Regions from separate parts of the Zea mays genome. Here all the other regions are linked to region 3. Evidence: chromatin contacts called from public Hi-C data. All regions are on one chromosome and are shown on one strand. The core of a region is the stretch at or near the end of the contact, and the rest is flanking DNA. Distances in the headings are between cores, read along the strand shown.

Evidence for each region. Hi-C and Micro-C count contacts between places; a contact is called where the count stands out from the background.
Region 1: a Hi-C map of leaf shows a contact between it and region 3, with 8 times the contacts expected there. The contact joins the enhancer-like site here to the promoter of LOC100274139 in region 3. A contact is called at or near these places in 7 of 25 Hi-C or Micro-C datasets (bundle sheath, ear and leaf).
Region 2: a contact with region 3 is called in a Hi-C map of tassel, with 2.1 times the contacts expected there. The contact joins the enhancer-like site here to the promoter of LOC100274139 in region 3. A contact is called at or near these places in 2 of 25 Hi-C or Micro-C datasets (ear and tassel).

The regions. Positions count from the first base shown.
Region 1 is chr9:62,787,140-62,790,702 of Zm-B73-REFERENCE-NAM-5.0, forward strand. No RefSeq gene overlaps it. Among protein-coding and RNA genes, the nearest start is that of LOC103640019, 73 kb to the right of the region's middle. Within about 2 kb of position 1,497, at least 14 of the 20 cell types and tissues checked have an H3K27ac peak or open chromatin away from gene starts, as enhancers often do. A contact at or near this core is called in bundle sheath, ear and leaf, where this site is marked.
Region 2 is chr9:62,839,724-62,843,523 of Zm-B73-REFERENCE-NAM-5.0, forward strand. No RefSeq gene overlaps it. Among protein-coding and RNA genes, the nearest start is that of LOC103640019, 20 kb to the right of the region's middle. Within about 2 kb of position 1,773, at least 20 of the 20 cell types and tissues checked have an H3K27ac peak or open chromatin away from gene starts, as enhancers often do. A contact at or near this core is called in ear and tassel, where this site is marked.
Region 3 is chr9:62,607,561-62,611,260 of Zm-B73-REFERENCE-NAM-5.0, forward strand. It overlaps LOC100274139, which reads right to left and starts at 1,938. Exons shown (of 8, transcript NM_001148517.1): 1 at 1,805-1,938; 2 at 817-900; 3 at 477-691. The coding sequence starts at 1,855.

The DNA of each region.
Region 1 (3,563 bases), core at 247-2,746, 180 kb after region 3:
CTACGATGAAGGGCAGCAATCCAGTCTTCATATCCGAAAAGTAACGACGATCCGAATCGATTAATACCCAACTGGGGATCTCTAACCACACGACATATGTAGTACTTAACCCTTGCATATATCAACCATTCCCATGGATCCTCCACTACATGAACTGGTCCGCGCTACCCGGGAGCACATTACCCTACCATCCAGCCTCTTGCCAGGAGGATAACTGCTACTCCCACCATCTCCCACGCCCAGTGCGCGGTTGTTATTTCACGTATGGAATAGCCGGGTTCAGGCTTAACCATGACGAGGTATGTGGTCAGCTAAAAGGTCCTAGATCAACAGGCCTACAATCGGTACGGTCCTTAATCGACACAGACGAAGACCCTACAACCAGACTCTGTTCTGGTGCAAGTCAACCGCCCGGCCTCAAGTTTACTTATGCTATTTCTCAAAACATTTGGCACCTGACAGAGGGGTCATGCCTGGATAATGAATTTATCACTGCAGATGATGCATTCATTATCCCAAGCAAATTTTCTTTTGGAAATTATGAGTCATAGATCAAAAACATTTTTTAATCTATCCGCATGATTAAGCATCTCTAGCTTTTATAAAACAGGTGATAAGTTATGATAATCAATTCTTTCAAGGAATGGTAATGCATCAGGTGTTTAATCAATTAACTTCTATCACCTAATGCATCATATAAGTGATAAAATTTTTATAAATACAAGGAAGGTGGTAAATGCATGGGGCTTGCCTTATTGCAGAAGAAGATCCTGAAACCCTTCTACTCTGGTAAGTAGTTAGATAAAACTCCACCATTAGGTATTCAGATACCGGAGCAAATTTCTCTTCGATGTACACTTCTTTACGGAGCTTGGAGATGGCAGTGGCTTCAAGTGGGGGGATGTTGGTGCTGCTGCAGCTTGAGGAGGGGAGGCGTGAGGGACAGGCGTGCGAAGTCGCAGCGAGGACGGCGCGTGCTGGTGGAGCTCACAGCAGCGCGCGACGGCACGGTGGCGCAGGATGCCTAGGCAAGACCGAGCGGGCGCGGGCGCCACGGCGGGGTGAAGATGGCACAAGACCAGGCGCGGCTAGGAACCAAAGCCTAGACGCGAGAGGGAGGTGACGGCACAGGACGCTGCTCCGCAGGAAAGCGATGCCGAGAGGGCTGGAGCTGCTCCAGCGAACTGCTGCTACATCTTCGAGTGTCGGTGGAGAAGAGAGGGGAAAGCGCCGAGCGTTGATGGGCAAGGTGACACCGCCACGACGATTGCGAAGCTAGCAGCAAGACGACAGTAGTTCCTGGTGAGGACAAGGAAGAACGAGACAACTCTAACGCCCAAGATCTGAAGACAAGACCGCTAGCTTATGCAATAGGGAGGGCGACGTGGGAGGGACAAGCTAGTGAAAAGTCTGCGCGCTCGACCGGAGGAGATGAGACCGAGACTAGTCGGCAGCAAAGCTGACTAGTCGAGGCAGTCAGGCGGCGGATGGTGGCTGGGCACGACGGCCAGTCCACGCAGCCCGCGTGTCTGCACACGCGTTGAGCCCAAGCGCATAAAGGATAAGGAAAAGGAGTGGTGGTGGGAGGATAAGAGAAAGTTTTTTTTTAACATACAACGAGTCGAGCTCCTTAAAGCAAAGTCGATCACTGTTATACCCCTCCAACTTTACTTAAACGATCAGACAAGGAATAGAGAGACAGAAGGCTCCAAAAGTTGGACCAAAAATCACAGAAATCCAGTTTACTAAGACTGCGTTCAGCGCATCCTATCTGACGGAGCAACTTTGAGATTAATTTACTCACAAGTTTTAGTGGTAAAAGGGAGATCTCCGTTAACCAAACTTGTTGACAAAATATAGCTCTACAAAATTGCTGCAGGAACCATAGACCAAATGCTCATGGATCAAAAGTTATAGTGCTCCAAAGTGGGTTGGAAACGCTAAAATTCAGATTCAGCCAATTGAAACCAAACTGAACTCAACACCTGACAGGGAGATTTTGGGCACAGTTTACTCCAATTTTTTTGAAGCACCAAATCAAACTTACTTAAGAAAACTTATTCACTGTTGTATGGTCTTTCACTTTACTAAAGAAACCATAGTATATAGCTCCAAAAATTAGCCACAAGAAAGCTCCAAACTCGAGCAAAACTCCCTGAAATTCAGTTTCTTACAACTGAACTAAGTCTGAAATCTGGAGTCCGACAGCATGTTTTTAGACACTATTTTCTCCTATTTCAAGGCTAGTTCAGGGGGATCCACCTCAATGAAAATTACTCACCACATTACCCTCTAACACTTTGCTCTGGATAGTGCAGGCCATAACATCAGAAGTTTATCACAACAGAGATCTGAAGTTTGCTAAAAATGCTGAAACTTCACTTCAATTTCTGAATCAAAGTCCGGAAATCACAAGTCTGACAGCTCCAATTTGGACCACCTTTTCTCCAAGTTCCAAGTAGCTTTAGGGGTATGACCTTTGACTAAACTTGCACACCAACATATGGTCTTCAAACTTGCTACAGGAATTGCAGTCGAAAACCATATAGATCAATCACCACAAAGCTCCAAAGTTGAGCGAGACACACTGAAATTCAGACTTGGATAATTACACCAAGTCTGAAATCCAAACCTGTCAGCCCCTCTTTTGATCAGTTTTACTCCTAATTCCATATGACTTTAGGGTTAAGTAACTTAAACAAGTTTGTACACCTAAGGTAGCCCCACAACTTTGCTACGGTGCCTAGCACAAAATTGTCTAGAAGCCAAAAGTTATAACAGCCCAAAGTTAGCCAATTGACATTACTTTCAGCAAATTCCAAATTGCACCAAAACTGAATTTCAGCAGTTTACTCCAATTTTTCCTATAAAACTTGGACATCTCCACTCATGAAAGTTGTTCAACTTTCCAAGATCTACCACTTTGGTATATGGACTTTTGGCAACTTCTCTCTAGATTTTGATTTCCACTTTTTGGGCTAGTTTAGGGTTTCCATTGAAATTTTGGACCTAGAAAATGCATTCTAGGTGTATCAAGCAAAATGATGCTAATGCATATGATGACATGCCAAAGTTTTAGTTCTCGTAACACCAGGGTTGTTACATCCTTCCCCCTTAAAAAGGAATCTCGTCTCGATATTAAAACTCCAGGCTAAGTAATGGAAAAGGAAATGCGTCACGATCTTATTCTACCTTTGTTCTTACAAGACAGGGGTGTGCCCCTGTGGGTTTACATCGAAGACAAAATACACAAGGCTTGGAATCTAAAAACTGAGGAAAATGCTCCATAAGATAGTCTTCTAATTCCCATGTAGCCTCATGTTCGGAGTGTTGGTTCCGTTGTATTTTGTAGGACTTGATAATCTTTCTTCGTGTGACCCGATCTTTTTGATCCAGAACCCGAATAGGATATTCAGAGTAAGTTAGATCAGGTTCAAGGTTGACATCTGAAACCTCAATCACTCTTTCAGGGACTCGGAGACATTTCTTCAACTGAGATACGTGAAACACATTGTGCACTGCTGAAAGATTCTCTAGTAATTGCACCTTATAAGCCACAGGTC
Region 2 (3,800 bases), core at 523-3,022, 230 kb after region 3:
TAGTTCCAGGCAACAAACTCAACAGACCCAATCTACTCCTCCTCAAGCAAGCACTCCAGCTGGATCTATTGCTCCTAATACATCCACAAGCAGGTCATTCTTCAAGTGTGGACAGGCAGTACACTATGCCAACTACTGGCCTAACAGGGCTGCTTATACTACTCCAGCTCTGATGAAGCAAGGTCAAGCATCGGGAGGCAAGAGTCAGCCTTTATCTATCAATCGGGGTCAAGTCAACCATGTGGAAGCAGAAGCTAAACGTGGTGAGCCCGAAAACCAGGATGAAGTGCCAGTTGAGGAACGAGGAAGTTGGTGAAGAAGGCAATGAATAGCAAGATTAGAGTAAATATAAATATATATATTTATATTTTTATTAGGAGTACTATTTGTAAGACTTAAACACTACTTTAGTTAGTAGCTAATATTTACTATTTTAGGAATAATATAATAATAAGGTCTATGTTGTGCACTTGTTCTCAAATACTGTGGATCAAGAACAAGACAACACAATTGTTAATTAATTATAGACCTTTGTCTTTCGAAGCATTATTCCCACATGAGTATAATGCCTGTTGGACGAAAGTCGAGAAGGACATACCTTTATCATTTAATATGTACAAGAATGTAAAAGGATGAAGGCACTAACTGCATCTCATTAATTCATGCACATTTATATTCCATAAAACACGCATGAATATTAACATCATTTCTATTACATTAATAACTTCGGCTTACTTGAATGTGGAGAGCGAGAGAGTGATCCCCATTCAGTGTGAACAGTACGGTGCTACTGTTCATCTATTTATAGTCACGGGACGCAACCCAGGTAAAAGTACATTTATGCCCTTGATATTTATCTATGACCATAATACGAATCATTAAGGATTGGATAGTCTTCATCCCTTTTCAGCCCTCATCATACTTGGTCTTCGTCATCACGTCAAACCGAAGCTATCCGGCTATAGCTCCATCATTCATTCTTATCACCTTCGGGTAATATCTTCACCTTGTCATGAGAGAAAACCTTCATCCTGAAGCCGAAGCCCCTCTGTAATAATCCATATCATACTGAAAACATATAGTCAGTCACGTTTTTGAGGACCTTCGGGAGAGGAAGGCCCCCAACAGTCTATTTGACCCTATGTTTTGCTAATAAGTCATGCATCATGCTGAGATTTTTGTTTGTGCATATGTTTTGAGACAAGATGGGGATACATCCTTTTTCTTACTAATCTCGAGGATGAGATTTCTTTAAGGGGATAGGATTTGTAAAGCCCAAAGTTGGTAGAAGGGAAAAATAATAAAATAAATAAATACAAAAATATGCACCTCATGATGAAATTCTTGCATTTTTGTATTTGTATTCAAATTGTGAGACAAGTTTAAATTAGGAAATTAGAATTTGAAAATGGAAATAGAAAAAAATGGGAAGGGAAGGAAAGAAAAATATACACTAGAGAAAGAAAATAATATTAATGCAAATAGTGGATGTTATATCCTCATTAGGGATGCATTTTATATTTGAAAATTGGAAGTTCAAAACATGAATTTGAATTTGGTTTGGATATTTCAAATTGGAAAATAGAAAAGAAAAAGGTAATAGAAAAGAAAAAGGGAAAAGAAAGGGGGAAAGGAAAACCGCACCGGCCCGGCCTAATTCCCTAACCACCCCAAATACTATTTTTTCTCACTTTCGCACCAGCCCGTCCTGGGGCATGTCATGCGCGCCTGGTAGCCACTAGCAGGTGGACCCCGTGGGTCGGGCTCGTTCCCCTCACATTGGATGGCTTACCTGCGGGACCCCCGTGTCAGGCGCCCTTCTCCCCTATCCGCGAGCTAAGCTTTCAACAGACCACGTGGATCTCGCGTCCGCCAACAAACTCCATCTAGAGATTGCAGAGACCGTCGTCCCCTGGGCCATAAAATTCGTGCGCCATGGCCTTCTATCCCATTCCTTCGCCGTTCCTCAGTCGTCGATTTCCAGAGAGAGAGAAAGGATGTCCTTCTGCCAGGAACTTGGCGGCTCCGCCTCGGGCTCACGACTGCGTGCTACTCGGTGAAATTAAAGGGGCTAGGGTGTGTCGTCGAGGTTCGTTGTCCACGAGTGTGGTTTGCGGTGGTCGGAAAAGCACGAGGTTACTGGGGATTTCTCGCCGGAGGTCATTTCCGTCGCGACGTCGAGGACAGCCTTGCGCCCACCGTCTCCTTTGGTAAAATTTCCCCACCCATATTGTTCGCCTCGACCTCCTACTCACGTTGCATCATAAATTCTCGAAGTTGTGGGTCGGAATCGGTGTTGGCCGCGCGCTAGCCATGGCTCTACCGCAGGTATGCGCGCGCCACCGCCGCTGTCGGCCGTCGGGGAGGAGAGTGAATCAGGATAGTAGATCTTTGATGAACGCACGAGAATTAATCTAGGTATTTTAAATCATGGTCGTTCAATCAGCTAACGGCGGCTAGGATTACAAGATGTATACCCCCTTCACACAATAAATCGGTGCCGTTCGATTCGGATCGGGCACGTAGGATTAGATCTGTGTTTCGTTAAACTGTAACTGTTGATCTTCGATCCTGCGAACTGGAGCGCATAACGGTTAGAACCTAATCTTTGCCACCGGTTTCTGATTGAGCGGCCCAGAAGTAATGATACCCCTTTGGCGGGGACATTATGCTAAAGTGACCCCGTGTTGTGTTTTGTTAGTATCAACCCGCAGTACGGGTGTGTGTATAGAATAGAGCTATTAGGTCCACAATATTATAAAACCAACCCTGATCTTATTTACAATACCATGTGTTGTCCATCTGGAATAAAAGAAATATAGAGATGAATTCTAGTATGAAAATAATTATTATAACTTGTTTATTTTGTATCTTCTGCATTTTAACTCCTTTTTGATCCATTCCAGTTGCATTAGATCCATAATAATATTGTTTATCCCCTGGTAACTTTTTTTGTTATGAAACCTAAATTAAAATTATGCACATAATTTCTTTTGTACCCCACTTCTAAATCTTCAGAAAATCATAACTTTATAACCGTAGCTCCGAATTTAGTGGTTCTCGAACCTATGATCTCATTACAACACGTAGAATATTATTATGCAGCTTGAGCTTATGTTTAGTGTGATGTTAATTTTTCCTATACCATGTTTGTTTGTATTGCTACGATTAGCAATGAGGTTACGAGTCACTTGAAGACCAACCTTGTACCTGGAATCTCAAGTCTAAGGCAAGTTGTGCCCTTGATCACTTTTCTTTACCCAATAATGTTCATGTTAATCACTGTGACATGCTCAGGTTAATTTGATGGGACATAATTGGTTTCCCTAGACTTGTTTATTCCACACCTTGTTTACCATTGAACTTTTGGGTAGTTTTGCTATTGCTCTGCATTATGATCATTGTTCCAGTTATACTGTTGTTTTAGTTATTGTTCGTGACAAGATCATTGTGTTAATTGGAACATGGAGCTTAACTTGAGATATCCGTGCTACCACAAGGGTGGAATGGGACGTCCTTCGCTGACTAATTAGGAAAGCTAGTGGAGTACTACCTTACCCAAAAGGGGCAAGGGTAGTAGAGGAGTTGTCGATATAGGGAGGTTCTCGGGTCGATCATGCTGCGATGGCTTGTCGGACGGGGAATTCCTATATTGCGCTCCCTAGAACTGTAGCGGGTTTTCTGAAGGTAGTGGAAATTTTTAAAGGCCTCGTAGTGCATCCCTAGTCATTCACCTCAGAAGTGTCTATGGGTCTAGCTAAGCCTGGCTCGATGGGATACACGACTTGTGGGTAAAGGGC
Region 3 (3,700 bases), core at 688-3,187:
ATAGACCGGCGGAGATAGACGGTAGGCGATCTGCTGCCCCAGCCCATGCCAGAACAACAACGGAGGCAGCACATCAATAGGATCTGCCGTCGAAACAAGGACGCTGCTCCCAGCGGAGATCAATCTCCCTGAGGCATGCGATGTGGAAGTGATGTCTTGTGGTCGAGCATAATCTTAAAATGCATGATGTATTCACTATTCAGACGATAAATGGTGGTACATGTGAGGTAACTGCCTAAGGTTATAGTAGAAACAAACCCAAACTCCCTCCAATGCTTAAATTATAATTAGTTAACTATTTCAATAGCACTTGTGCACTTAAAAGTCTTTGATTCACTAATACAAAGAAAATCCTGAAATGGAATTTCCTTCAAGGCATGGTACAGAGCATAATAGGAAATGAAATAGGAATTCTATCATGGAATGGTGTTAAGCATAAAAGAATGAGCATTTCAGTCAGCAGACAAATTGCACACCTAAACAAAATCCCAGTCGTGACAATTTTCAAGTTTCCCATTATCTGATAGGTAGATGGGTCAACATAGGTCAATGTCGCAAACTGGACATTGTTGTGGATGAGGTATATAACTGAAGGAACAACATATAGTCGCACGCTCCTCCATTCCTTTGTCATCCTTGGTGGAGATGAAGAATGGCATTCCTTCCAGAGGAAGAAGCCTGAGACAGATAACTGCACCAAGAATAGCGCAATGTTAGCACAATAAATGATGAACCACTGCACCGTCTACACATGTATTCATCATTATGATTAAAAATGGGTATGAGGCTATCAAAGATTAAATATAAATTATTTACCTTGAAGAGCTCAGCTAAAAAAGGAATTGTGGCATAATCATAATTGTATTTGCCATTGCTCTGGGAAAGGGTGGTCAATATTCCCTGCATATATAGATAAGCTGATTAGACACATTGGAACTAAAAATCTAAAACAAATCATGTGCAGCTTTCCAAGCCTGTCCAACATTGGTTGAGATGGTTTAAACATGTCCAACGAAGACCTCCAGAGACATCAGCGTGCAGTGGGTTCTACGGCACAATAGCAATAAGAAGAGAGCAGAGAGGGTTTTTTTCTGGCTCCGTCCCTGGAAGGGAGGGGGAGAAAGAACCAAGTTGACATAGGAAGAGGCAGTAAAAGAAGACTTGAAAGGATGGGATATACAAAAAAAAGAGTGTTGAATAGAAGTGCATGAAAATCAGTTATCCATGTCTCCAAACTTTGACTTGTGGGTTCTATTGGATTTTTAATCCTAGCCAGCCCCAACTTGTTTGGGATAAAAAGCTTTGTTGTTGTTGTTGTGCAACTTTCCAATCCTGTTTAACCATGGCTTGATGCTGCCAAAAGTCCTTAGCTCTAGTCTGCAGTCCTGCACATGATCATGTTCCCTCACTTGAGAGAGATTTCCACAGCACAGCATCACAAGCATGTCATTTCTCATTCCACAATTCCACCAAATCATCCCATGTATCTCACCAGATAACCAATACCAAGCTTCTCGACGACAATCAATCTGCCCTGGAATCCAGGGTAACAATCACGAGTCATCTGAACCGCGTCTTTCTTCACAAAGGGTATGGCGACTCCGCTCGAAAACATAAACTGCCGATCCAGCAACCTAGGACGCCTAATCCACAGTGCATCTCATCAAAGACCCAAATGGGAAGCAACCGAAAGTTCACAACCAATCCCAGCTTGGCGACAGATCTAAGACACTATGGTGTAATCGAAGCAAACCAAAAAGCAAGGAAGGGGAATCGACGAAATATGTAGGGTTTGGGGGATTGCCTGGGAGCTGGTGAGGATGGTGAGGAGCGCGGCCACCAAGTACCACTGCATCGTCGTCTCCGCCGCCGCCGCCGTCCAGTTCTCTCCCTCTCTCTTTGTCTTCTACGGGATTGGAGGTGGGCGGCATTCGGCAGGGCAGCACTATCTTCTACGGGATTGGAGGTGGGCTGCACATTTTGAGTTCGGTCATGTTGGCCCTACGAGGCTACTACATTCAATTCTGCCAAAATAACTATAGATTAGTAGGTAGTTGCTCTTAATTTAATTTGCAACCACGTACAAAATATTCGAAAAAACCAGTGAGAGGGAGAGTGAAATAGGAACGAATGCAAGTGTACCGTACAAAAAACATATAATATATACAACATCTAGAATGTAAATAGTAGCTAGTAAGTTTAGAAGAATTTCTATATATCAAAGACGGACGGAAAACTGAACTTCTGTGTGTCCACGTCATCCTTTCTCACCTCAGTCACACGATTCTCCTTTAACGGCCAGTGCTCCTTCAACAGCCATCGTCCCAGGATAGGACGAATTTTGGCTTCTCCACACGACGGAAGCATTCTAGAAGACGCGATTGGAAAAAAGAAAACCCGTTTGTATGACCATCGTCGTTTCGGTTGCTCGGATGGGGAGTGGCACTGAAACTGAATCAATGGCAGCGACGGGGACGTGCTTTGTTCCGCTAGCCTGGTGGCAGCGCTCTTCTTCGACGGAGCGGAGGCGGCAGGGAATACCGGAGGCCAGCCACTGACGCTGAGGCAGTGCCGTTGGCAGCTACATGCGACGGCACCAGGTGCGTAACCACCTCAAACGGCTCAACAAGGCCCCGCTCGCCACCATTGAGGTACTGTTGTTTGTCTCCTCCACCGCGCGACCATGCGTTTTGCATTTCCTCGGTTTCAGTTATTGTAAGAGTTGTAGTAAATGTGAATCCAAGTGAATCGATTCCATGGGTGGGAAAAGGTGCTGCATTTGGTATGGAAGTAGGAGCCCGACAAAGATGCCTCTTTCGATAAAGGGTTCTGAAAGAGTTGTTCTCTCTATTTTTTGAGAAAAACTAACGATCTCAAATTTGTCCTTGGTCCACCTTAGAATATAATGTTTTCCACGCATCCATATTCAGCTGTGTTTTGGAGAGAAAAAAGAAGCACTTACAACTGACCTAGCCCTCGTTGGCCAATGTTTTTATTGTTTTGTGTTGTTGAAAGTGACATGAAAAGGCTCGTATGTTCTAACCATGCTTTGTTCCCAACAAAATATGTAATGAATGTAATCTAATCACTCTATAATGTTAGCTTGCTGCCTTTGGTGCCCAAAAACAAAGCTTGCTTGCTGATTTGGCGCTGCCTAAAAATGGAAAAACTGTGTTATATGACGCTTAGGATGTCTAATCTGTTTCAATTTGTTCATCACTTGATAGTAGTTTATTATAGTACTTCAACCTTATTTCTTTTAAATCCTTTTAGCACAAAGGACCTAGAACATTTACACAAGTTTTGCATCGTAGACCATTATAAGTTCGTGTACATCAAAAGAAAGTTTGTGAGCACATCCATTGCGTTGAATGGATGATTGGAAAATAAGCTCGCCGCCCTTCGCATCCAAAAAAAAATAAAATAAATGTTTGGCTGCTAATTGATGCCTTGGCACCAATTGTCTATTTCGATGGATTCTTTGTCTTCCTGTGTTCATTTGGCATAAGACCCTTTTTAATCTCCTTCTTTAGCATCTTATTGTTTTGTAACTAGGTATAATACATGCACGTATAGTTATCCTTTACATTGTGCTACCTGCTTTCTGAAGATAACGGATCATTGCAACATATATATTTTCAATAATGCATAACTTCAAATTGGTATGCATATCATCGTATCTTCAGTTTAATCATAAAAA